Linked DNA regions of Mus musculus: region 2 is linked to region 1. Evidence: chromatin contacts called from public Micro-C data. All regions are on one chromosome and are shown on one strand. Each heading gives the region's core, a stretch centred on a gene start, on an enhancer-like site or on the middle of the called end of the contact. The rest is flanking DNA. Distances are from core to core; before and after follow the strand shown.

Region 1 (5,181 bases), core at 1,416-3,915:
AAAAGCTGGAAGTGACCTGAAGAGTTTCTCCCTGACGGCTTTCATAGGGTGGGAAGGTGCTGTGTATGCTGAGTGTGGAGGGTGGGCTTCAGGATCCACACACAATTAGTGGTGTTATCCAGCAAGGAGCCCTGAGTGCTATAAAACGGATCTGCCAGGCGAGATATCCACTGGGGCATTACTGGTATGAAGGTCATGGGGGAAACCACTTGATTTCTGACTAGAGGCTTGCTTCATGGGGAGGAAAGTATGTAATGTAAACTTGGTCAAAAACTTAGGAAGTCATATAGGGCTTATTGGGGAATCGACTACTGTCGTTTTGCTAAATGAACATATTTTCTTTCTTTTTTTCCAGACAAGAGTTTCTCTGTGTAGCCCTGGCTGTCCTGGAACTCACTGTGTAGAGCAGGCTGGCCTCGAACTCATAGAGATGCAACTGCTCCTTCCTCCTGAGCACTGGGATTAAACACTAGCTGCCACCGACCAGCCTAGATATACTTTCAAACTCCCTTCTAAATACTTATCTATGTACATTAATAAGTTCTGCCCTCAGCCTTGGCCAGAGAAGCTTTCTTTCCACGGTGGTGGCCTAACCAGTGATGAATACAAACACTTGAAACTGGTCAAGCGAGCCGTGTAGTGGCGCACGCCTTTAATCCCAGCACCAGGGAGGCAGAGGCAGGCGGATTTCTGAGTTCGAGGCCACCCTGGTCTACAGAGTGAGTTCCAGGACAGCCAGGGCTACACAGAGAAACCCTATCTCAAAAAAAAAAAAAAAAAAAAAGAAAGAAAGAAAGAAAGAAAAAAAAAAAGAAACTGGTCAAGAACTGAAAGTGACTATTGAGTGCTCAGCCCTAACTGTGGCATCTATGTTAACCTCATCAAGGCTCAGGGAAAGACAAGGAGAGGGCAGAGAGAACATAAGAGTCGGAGGATGGGAGAGGGGCTGTCTCTAGGACATGGCAAGGCTGCTACACTCAAGAACTCACTGCAGTTACGGTTACCCACCCAAGATCAAGCTGGTAAGAGGCAGCCATCCAGGAGGTAGCATTCATGGATTAGGCTCAATGGAGTTGATGTGGGGGTGGGGGCACGTGAAAGTGGGAGGGATGTGTAAGAATGTCCAGGGGAAAATGAGTAAGGAGGTAGAGGTGGATATGATCAAGATACCCGATAAACATATATGAAACCATCAAAGTATAAATAAAAACTATCCTAAATAACTGAAATTGGTCAGGATTTCTATTGTTGTCATGAAACACCTTGGCCATAAAGCAAGTTGGGGAGGAAAGGGTTTATTTGGCTTATACTTCTACATTGCTGTTAACCACTGAAAAAACAGGGCAGGAACCTGGAGGCAGGAGCTGAGGTAGAGGCCATGGAGGGGTGCTGTTAACTGGTTTGCTTCCCATGGTGTGCTAGCCTGCTTGCTTATAAAAGCAGGGACCACCAGTCCAGGCATGGCACCGCCCATAGGCGGGCCCACTTTCACTGGTCACTCACTGAGAAAATACAGCTGGATCTCATGGAGGCTTTTCCTCCCCTGAGGCTCCTTTTTCTCTCACGACTCTAGCTTGTGTCAAGTTGACACACCAGCAATGCAATAAGTATTTAGAATTGTGCAAGTTACACACTATTACCTTATTTAAAAATAAAGTATGAAAACTAAGCTAAATGCCCCTTTCTTTTTTCTTTCTTTTGTTTTTTTAAAGATTTATTTATTTAAATGTAAGTACACTGTAGCTGTCTTCAGACATTCTAGAAAAGGGCATCAGACCTCATTACGGATGGTTGTGAGCCACCATGTAGTTGCTGGGATTTGAACTGAGGACCTTGGGAAGAGCAGTCAGTGCTCTCAACTGCCGAGTCATCTCATCAGCCCTCCTAATGCCCCTTTCATCATGTTTTTTTTTCGAGACAGAGTTTTTCTGTGTAGCCCTGGCTGTCCTTGTCATTCTGTAGACCAAGCTGGCCTCAAACTCAGAAATCCGCCTGCCTCAGTCTCCCAAGTGCTGGGATTAAAGGAATGTGCCACCACTGCCCGGCTCATCAAGTTCTTTTTTAGTTGTAACTATTATCGGTGTTTTCAGGACCACTTTCCAGTGTTCTCTTTATTTTATTTACTGTATCTGCATATATCTTTGTTTAAGGATAAAAAACAACTCCCCCCCCAAAAAACCTCCCGATTTAATATCTTTAGAAAGTAAGAATGAGCCTGGGGGGAGATATACTGAGACATTTGTTGAAGAAAAACAGAGCGAACAATCATTTACTAAAGTCTACTATAGACTGGTTCATTTTTTACTAAGCTATTAACTTACACTTTAGAATTTAAGAAACGTCACATAAAACCAAACAAAATACCTACTTTATGTGAAACCCTGAGCGTTTCATCAAGAGTTTGGTATTTCAGGTCTGAAGATTCTTTGGGATGTTGGGATTCAATGCGGTACTTAGGAGGATATCTCCGGAATTCAGAGAAGGCACCAAATGTTTCAAAGAATAGCTACCAGCCAGCAGCACAGGCTTCAAACCAAAGCGGCGGCTCGCGGAGAGTACGCCTGCGCAAAACGCGCACAGACAGGGAGAGGGCGGAGCTTCGGGCCTGCCAGTGCGCCTGCGCACAGCACGCCGCGGAGTGGGGGAGGGAGCCCCGTGTGTGTCTGTGTTGTTGTTCCGCGGCGGCGGCGGCGGCGGTAAGATGGCTGCCCACGGGGGCTCCGCGGCGTCGTCGGCGCTGAAGGGGTTAATCCAGCAGTTCACCGCCATCACCGGTAAGAGACGCGGTTACGGGAAGGTGAAGAGTCGGCTACGGGGAGGCTGTCGGGGCTGTCCCGGGCTTCGCCTCACCTTGGTGCATTCCTCACTCGGGCTCTCCCCTCAGCTCCTGCCCTCTCCTGAGGCACAGGCGACGACGGCGGCGGCGGCCGGGGTCTGCGGTTCAGGCGGGAGGCAGGTTTCCCCCGCCCCCACCCCGCGCGTGCCCCTCAGTCCCTGGATTCGGTCTCCCCTTATTCCCAGACAGGCCCCCCACGCCCCCAGCCGGTCCAGTACAGGGGATGGGCCGAGCCCGCGGTGCCAGGGGCCCGGGACCTGCGGGCCGGAGGAGTAGGGGGCCGCACCCGGGCCACCGCCCTCTTCCTCCCTCATCACCTCCTCTCGGTATCGTGCTGCCCGCGGACCAGGCGGTGCAGTCCGTTCCCCCCATGCCATCCTCTCTTCCCGGCCAGGTCATCGTCCCTGTCCCTCGGCCCCGGCCTACCCTTCCCCTCGCTGGGCCCCCCCGGAGCCTTGGCGGTGGCCCTGCCGTGTGAGGGCCGTCTCGCTTTAACGGTGAGGCGGGTGGGTTCTGCTGCGCCTTCACACATCCCGGGGGACTTGCCGCCGGGAACAAGGGGTGCGGAGGGGCACCTTAGGGACCGAGGGTTTCACATAGGAATAGGGGGGGGGGGAACCCTGAGCTTAGTGTGTGTGTGAGGCCTAAAGTAATCCTGGGTGGCCTTTCCCACCTCCTCATAATAAAACCAAACATCGAGACGATGGCGCCCGAGTCTTTGCTGATAAAATGGGGATGGCGGCAGAAACTTCTTGCAGAGAAATCTGTTTCTAGGTGTCAGTATCCGTGAAACCTTAGGCCTAGGTTTCTCTTTCCCTTCGGACCCCGACGAAGGGCAAACGCAGGTTCTCTTACCCGCCGGGAGGAAAGACTTTAAGCCATTCTGTGAATGCGCTATGTCTTGTTTCTCTCCGATGGTGCTGAACTTTTTTTGCATGAGTTATTAGAGGGCGGAGCAAATGATGAAGTTCTCTGTGGAGTGATTTGAGAGAACAGTACTCCATGTGCCTGAGTGTGATTTTGCTGTTCTAGTTTGTCATTTTGAAAAGAGGTCAGAAAGTTAGTTCCCCCTCTCAACAGGACTATCCTTTCTTTGATAATAATTTGTTTGATGCGGAGAATATTTCTAGTTTGTGTTCTTTTTTTCTAGTTTGTGTTCTTGAGTCTGACGTGTAAGATCTTTATTTTAACCAATACATGCTATTTGCAGTTTTATAATTGAAGCTAGTTTTATTTTTTGTTCGGCAACGATAATTAAGTGGCTGATGCGTTGTTTTCTGTCTTGTCACATGAAATATGTCAAAGCTGGTAAAACAAGATTTGTAATAAAATTGAGGTGAAAAGTAAGATAACTGAAATGTTGTTAAGCTTTGTGGTGGGGTTATTTTATTTATAATAACATGTGGATTTCCCAGTGCCTTACCAAACCAACATTATGGAAAGAAACTAGATTTCTGTGTATACAAGTTAATACTGCTACATTGCTTGCCTAAAAAAAAAAAAAAAATCTAGTGAGTCACACAGAGAAATATTAATCTTTCTTTGGATTTTATAAATATAGTTTAAGGTCTTACTATTTAACCTTAGGATTTTTGGGCAAGTTACTATTACTTTATTTTCATCTGTGAATTGGAAACTCAATTGTTTTAATCTCACATTATTTCTTCTTCTTCTTCTTTTTTTTTTTTTTCTTTTCTTTTCTTTTTTCTTTTTTGGTTTTTTTGAGACAGGGTTTCTCTGTATAGCCCTGGCTGTCCTGGAACTCACTTTGAAATCCAGGCTGGCCTCAAACTCAGAAATCTGCCTGCCTCTGCCTCCCGAGTGCTGGGATTAAGGCGTGCCACCATGCCCAGCTCTCACATTATTTCTTATGCAACATTTTCAAAATATATACTCAGGACCCAAAATGCCTTGAAATAAATTTAATACTAATTTGTTTGCCAGTTTAGTCTATACATCTTGTTTTTGGCCTAGTCCTCTGTGTTGCTGGATCAGATTGAAGTTCCCTGTAGGTAATGATTTCTGCAAATGTACAGAAGAAAAAAAATCCTTCAGAGTGATGTTTTGTGGTGTCTAGTTACATATATACAAAATTTACACATATAGTCATAATAATTCAAGAGGTAAAAAGATAGAGCAGGTAAAAAAATGAAAGGCAAACACTATTGTGTTTATAAAACGATAAGGGATGTTTGGTGGAGGTGTCGTCAGGTGTGGGGAAGGGGGTGCCTCCGTGGACCCAGGTTGAGGCATCCCTTCACCCTGGGGGACAAGCCAGTATAGTATAGAATAGAGTTTATTCAGGGCATGGGGAGGGGAGTTGAGAGGGTAGTAGAGACAGAGAG
Region 2 (5,414 bases), core at 398-2,897, 180 kb after region 1:
GCCTGTAAACCAGGAAGGGCCTAAGGACTTAGCTGCTTGACCTCAGCCAGCAGGATCCCAATGCTGACCTCAGGAGCTATACTCACGGTGCTGTTCTGTGTGCCAGGCACTGGGTTAAAGACTTTGCTTGCATTAGCTCATTTAATCCTCAAGCCAGCACATGAGGCACTGCTAGTACCTTTGTGGATGTGGCTCTGACAGTCCCCAGACCTGCAGGACTCCTCCTGGCCTGGCCTGGGATTCCTCCTTAAATGTTTAACTGTTGGAGCTCAAACCAAGATTTCCATGTATTCAGGGCAAGCACCCATCACTAAGGTACCATTTAAAAATTTGAGACCAGGTCTCATCAGAGTTACTCAGGCTGGACTTGAACTCTTTCCAAAGCCCAGCTGGGCAGTGAACCTGTGACCCTCCTGCTAGAGCCTGCAGGCAGATGGACTCAGGCTTATGCCTCCAGGTCTCTCACACCTAGGACTCTGGCTCAGTGAACACGATTCTGGCCTGACCTCGATGCCTCAGTGGCCCATTAGGATCCCTTGCCTGAACTCGAGTCATGCTAGAACTCAGCCATCCCTAGCAGCAATGGAGATCAGGAGCTCAAAGAAGGGCACTGACTCTGGGCAGAGAAAACTGCACTGGGAACATCCGCAAACCATTAGTTTCTAGATCTTTCTTCACAAGCCTTGGGCAAAAATGGAGAGATGCCTTCCTGCTGGCCCCTTCCTGGCCAGTGCAGCAAGATGCTATGCAAACAGCAAGGGCGGGTCTCCGGAGATGCTGTGCAGGAGTGGAGCGGGCCTCTGAAGATGCTGGGTGGAGCAGGTTCTCTGCTTCCTACAGCGTGTCCTGAACATATCCCAGCCTCTCAAAGTCACCCTTCCTTGCCTGCTAACAGGCAAGTGGAGCCAATGTCTGGTCTTGAATTCAGTGTTGGATGAGTCTCTACAAGGTGTAGACTGTCTGACAGGAATGAAGGTGGGATGGTTGCCAAGGTGACAGTGGTACAATCTTAGTCTACTTAGTCTAGTGTCCTCGCCCTGTGAAGGATCCTTCCACCCCACCTCAATGAGCTCACAGTTTCACACGGGATATACAAAGGTACTGTCCTTTTCACCATTTGTATTGACATTATAGACAGGTTCTAGCCTTGAAACTTGCTCTTTAGCCCAGACAGATCTTGAATTTACAATCCTCCTGTCTCAGCCTCTCAAGTAGGTAGGATTAAAGATCTGGGCCACTAGGCCAGGTTCCTATTCTCTTATGTTTTCTTCTGTCTCTGTCTCTCTCTCTGTCTCTCTCTCTGTCTCTCTCTCTGTCTCTCTCTCTCTCCCCTCCTCCTCCCTTTGCCCTTTCGTACTCTGGATTGAGATGACTTGGAAGCAGCCAAGGCTGTAGGCCACCTCATTAACTCCCAGGCACTAAGCTTAGATCACCTTTCTGTGGTGACCTTTTTAGCTCCCTTCCCTTTCTCCAAGTTATCTTCCAGGGGAAGGAGCTAGGCCTGGTCTTAGGGGACAGGAGTGAGCCCCTTGGGGACCAGGGCTGGGCCCTTTGGCTGCCATCTGGCAGTACAGTCTGGAGCCTCCCAAGCCCCTGCTGTGAGGCCTCTGGGGTGAAAGTGTCTGTCAGGCTGTGAGGTGGGTCTGTGCCCAGTTCACTCTGACTATCCAGAGACTTGGGCTGTTGGCCTGGCTCGGAGAACGGGTTCTGCTGCCCTGGGCACAATGCAGAGCAAAGAGGAAAGAAACCTTTTCCAAAGCAGAGGCCAGGAGGAAGCACACAGAGGCCTCTTTGCTTTGGAACCGAAGCCTTTCAGGTCTGTTTTCTTTAAATATCCTGCTACAGGAAAGAGAAGCCCAAATCCAGACATTCCTAAAACATTCAGGTGGCTTTAAAGCAGCAGTTTGTTTGATCTTCACCCCACCCTGTTTCTGCTCACTGGGGTCTCTGGGACCTACTCCTGCCTGGAGCTTGGTTGGAAGGTCCACACCCTTCCAAGTTCACTCACATAGCCGATGTACCGATGGGGCCTGAGACCTGATTGGAACTTGCTTTTTCTACTTTAGTCTGTTTTTGTTTTCGTCTGCCGTGCTGAAGATCAAACTCTTGGCCGTGTGCATCCTAGGCGCTCACTACCACTGAGTCTCAGCCCCTGCCCAGGTTTTGTTTGGTTTGGTTTGAAGTCACTTTTCTTTGATCCCCAGCTGTAATGGCATGGCTGACCACACCCTTTTCCTGGAAAGTCTTTCCCTTGACCTCTGGGGTCAGACACACAATGACTTCTGACTCAGTGCTCTGCCTCACTACTGATCACTAGACCTAAAGTCCCATCATGAGGCACCTGAGGGTCTCCATCACTTCACTGGTCTTTAACCCAGAGGACTCTCCACTGTGGCAGGCTCTGCGATTTAGTTCTCTATGTCAGAGTGAACCTGATAGAGATGGTGCACAAGATGAGCAGAAGCCCAGGGTTAGCCCAGATTCAGGAACAGTCACTGAGAAGCCGGTCCCAAAGGACGGGTCTCAGCCAGCCTTTCCTGTCTCAGGTCCCCTGATAGAGGGGCAGGAGTCAGGACCAGAGGGACAGGTAGTCCTGAGAGAAGAGGCACTGGGAGGGGGGGAAGCCATCTACAGCCTTATTGCTGGAAGAGGACATAGCAAGCCGAATGGCCTGGGTTCTGTTCCTGGGAGCCACACTGGGAAACAACTAAAACCCCACATGAGGTAGAGTGCGGCTGTAACCCCAGCACCCCCTCCTGCCATGAGATCGAGGCGGAGAGAAGAAGTTCCCAGAAGCTTTCAGCAGCTAGTGTGGAGCAGGCAGCACAGAGAAGAAATGAGAGACTCTGACTCAACAAGGCAGAGAGAGAACCAACTCCCCAAAGTTGTCCTGTGAGTGCTCTGTGGCACATGTGCACTGGCACACACACAGACATACACTCACACACACACATTCACACATATACCACACACACAGGCACACACAAACAGACGTATACTCATACACAGAGACACACACAGAGACACATTCACACATATACCACACACACACAAGTCACACAGACACATACACACACACAAATCACACAGACACATACACACACACCACACACACACACCAATCACACAGACACATACACATACTCACGCACAAACACACATACAGACACACACAAACAGACACACATAGAGACATACACTCATGTACACAGACACACTCACTGAGACACATTCACATATATACCACATATACACAAATCACACAGACACATACACACACCAGACACATATACCATACACACACAAATCACACAGACACATACACATATAAATGCTCACACACACCACACAAATACACACACAACATATACACACAAGTCACACATACATACACACACACAGAACACACACATGTACACACTCCACACAGAACACACACACACACCACACACATATCACATAGACACACACACACTTACATACATACCACACAGACCCACACATACTCATACAAACATGCTACATAGACACACCACACATATACCATGAAGACACACTCACACTAATACACACTCCATTTCACACACACACACACACACACACACACACACGCACACACTAAATAGTAACAAGTATATTGTCTCCTCAAGTAAAGATGTTAAAAACAAAACAACCTGGGGCCTGAACCGAACAGTGGGAAGAAGAGTCCATTTCTCATTCACGCAGCAAACACTGAGCGGCCATGGTGTGTCCAGGAGACAAGGACAAAGGGAAGTTTTAAAAAAGAATGCACTTATTTATAGTATGATCAAATGCTATTATGAAGTTACGTGTGTAGGGGCCACAGAGAAGGCTCGGTGGTTAAGAGCACCCGGCTGCTCTAGCAGGGGACCTAGGTTTGGTCCCAGCACTTACATGTTGGCTCATAACCATCTATAACTCCAGTTTCCAGAGGTCAGGTGGCCTCTTCTGATCTCTGCAGGCACCAGGCACACCTGTGGTGCACACATAAATACACACACACACATACACAGACAGATAGCCATATACATAAAAAAAAAAATAAACCTTTTAAGTAAAAAAAAAAAATTACATGCTGATTTTTAGAAGACTGGAGGGGACTGGAGAGATGGCTCAGCAGTTAAGAGCACTGGCTGCTCTTCCGAAGGACCAGGTTCAATTCTCAGCACCCACATGGCAGCACACAACTGTAACTCCAGTTCCAGGCGATCTGACACCCTCTCTCACAAAAGTAGGAAGATCACGGATGTACACTAAATAAGTAAATAAAATTATTTTAAAAACTGGAAGCAAATTGATCAAATATGGTGTCAGGAGTTTCCTATGTAAGGGGATTGATTCTAGCTGTGGTCAGGGGGTGTCAGGACACCTGATTTTCAGGCTAGCTTTCCCTCTGCCTTGCCGGGTGACTATGAAAAATGTTCTTCTTCCACACACAGAACAGCTCAGATATTACCTGAAAATAATCGGGACCAGATGCTTATGGGCAGTTTTATTGGCACAGCTGTTGCTGCCCACCCCTGTGCAGGCCCAGCCACCTAAGCCCTCAACACAGCCTGGGCCCCTCTCCCAACCCGGGAGGAAGCAGCCCCCACACTCCCTCCCCCTCAGCTGTGGGCTCTGATCTCAAATTAGATTTTTTTTTTTTTCTCTTTGCCTGGGTCTGAATCACGAAAAGCTGCTTACACCGCCTACACTGCCAGGCAGCTGCAACCTCAGGAACAAAGAGGCTTCAGGCAGAGCGGTTGCCTGGACAGCCACTCCAGCCCTGAAGCTTCAATAGGGAAAGGAGGGGACCAAATAGGCTTGTATAATGGCAGGACACAGCGGCATGTGTGTCGCAGGTCCCTCCTTATACCAGGTCCCCACAGCTCCCTGGGTGGGTGACAATGATCGCATATTACAAGGAGGTTGTAGCACGGGAGGCTCAGTCCTTAGAACACTGGCTCAGGGCGGAAGCCGCTCCCTCTGCCTCAAAGTAGGATGGGCCAGGCTCTCCCCAAGGCTGAGGAGCGGGGTGGGGTGGGGTGGGGTGTGTCTTCCACCTGCCAATCACAGCTGCATCTTAATCCCCATCCCTGTCTACACTACCCTGTGATGGCAGGAGTTTAAACCCATTTCAGATCGAGTTCATGGGAAGCCTGCTTCTCCCCTGAGGAAAATGCGCCAGCAGAATTGACTCTCTTTGTTCTCAGGCCTCCGTCCTGCCAGCCCCCATGCCCTCCTCCTCAGACAGATCCAGAACCTTCTGTGATCTTTCAGTTCCGGCTGTAACTCGGGTTTAAGCGACCTCCTCAGTGGATAGGACATAAACCGTTGTGTGTGCCCCACCCCAAGTCCCCATCCCCGCGCCCTCTCTCTGACTCGACCCCAGCCACCTGCTGCTGTTTCCT

Evidence for each region. A called contact is a pair of places that touch in the nucleus more often than the background predicts.
Region 2: a contact with region 1 is called in a Micro-C map of embryonic stem cells, with 2.9 times the contacts expected there. The contact joins the enhancer-like site here to the promoter of Ubxn7 in region 1. A contact is called at or near these places in 3 of 39 promoter capture datasets (hippocampal neurons, liver and pre-B cells), 1 of 15 datasets of contacts at CTCF or cohesin (the NIH/3T3 cell line), 1 of 484 Hi-C or Micro-C datasets (embryonic stem cells), 2 of 115 datasets of contacts at active chromatin or transcription factors (embryonic stem cells and memory CD8 T cells) and 3 of 9 other capture datasets (adipose tissue, liver and pancreatic islet).

What each region holds. Positions count from the first base shown.
Region 1 is chr16:32,329,587-32,334,767 of GRCm38.p6, forward strand. Ubxn7 (UBX domain protein 7) reads left to right here and starts at 2,666. Exons shown (of 11, transcript NM_177633.4): 1 at 2,666-2,774. The coding sequence starts at 2,702.
Region 2 is chr16:32,511,499-32,516,912 of GRCm38.p6, forward strand. No RefSeq gene overlaps it. Among named protein-coding and RNA genes, the nearest start is that of Zdhhc19, 18 kb to the left of the region's middle. Within about 2 kb of position 1,648, at least 26 of the 459 cell types and tissues checked have an H3K27ac peak or open chromatin away from gene starts, as enhancers often do. A contact at or near this core is called in adipose tissue and embryonic stem cells, where this site is marked.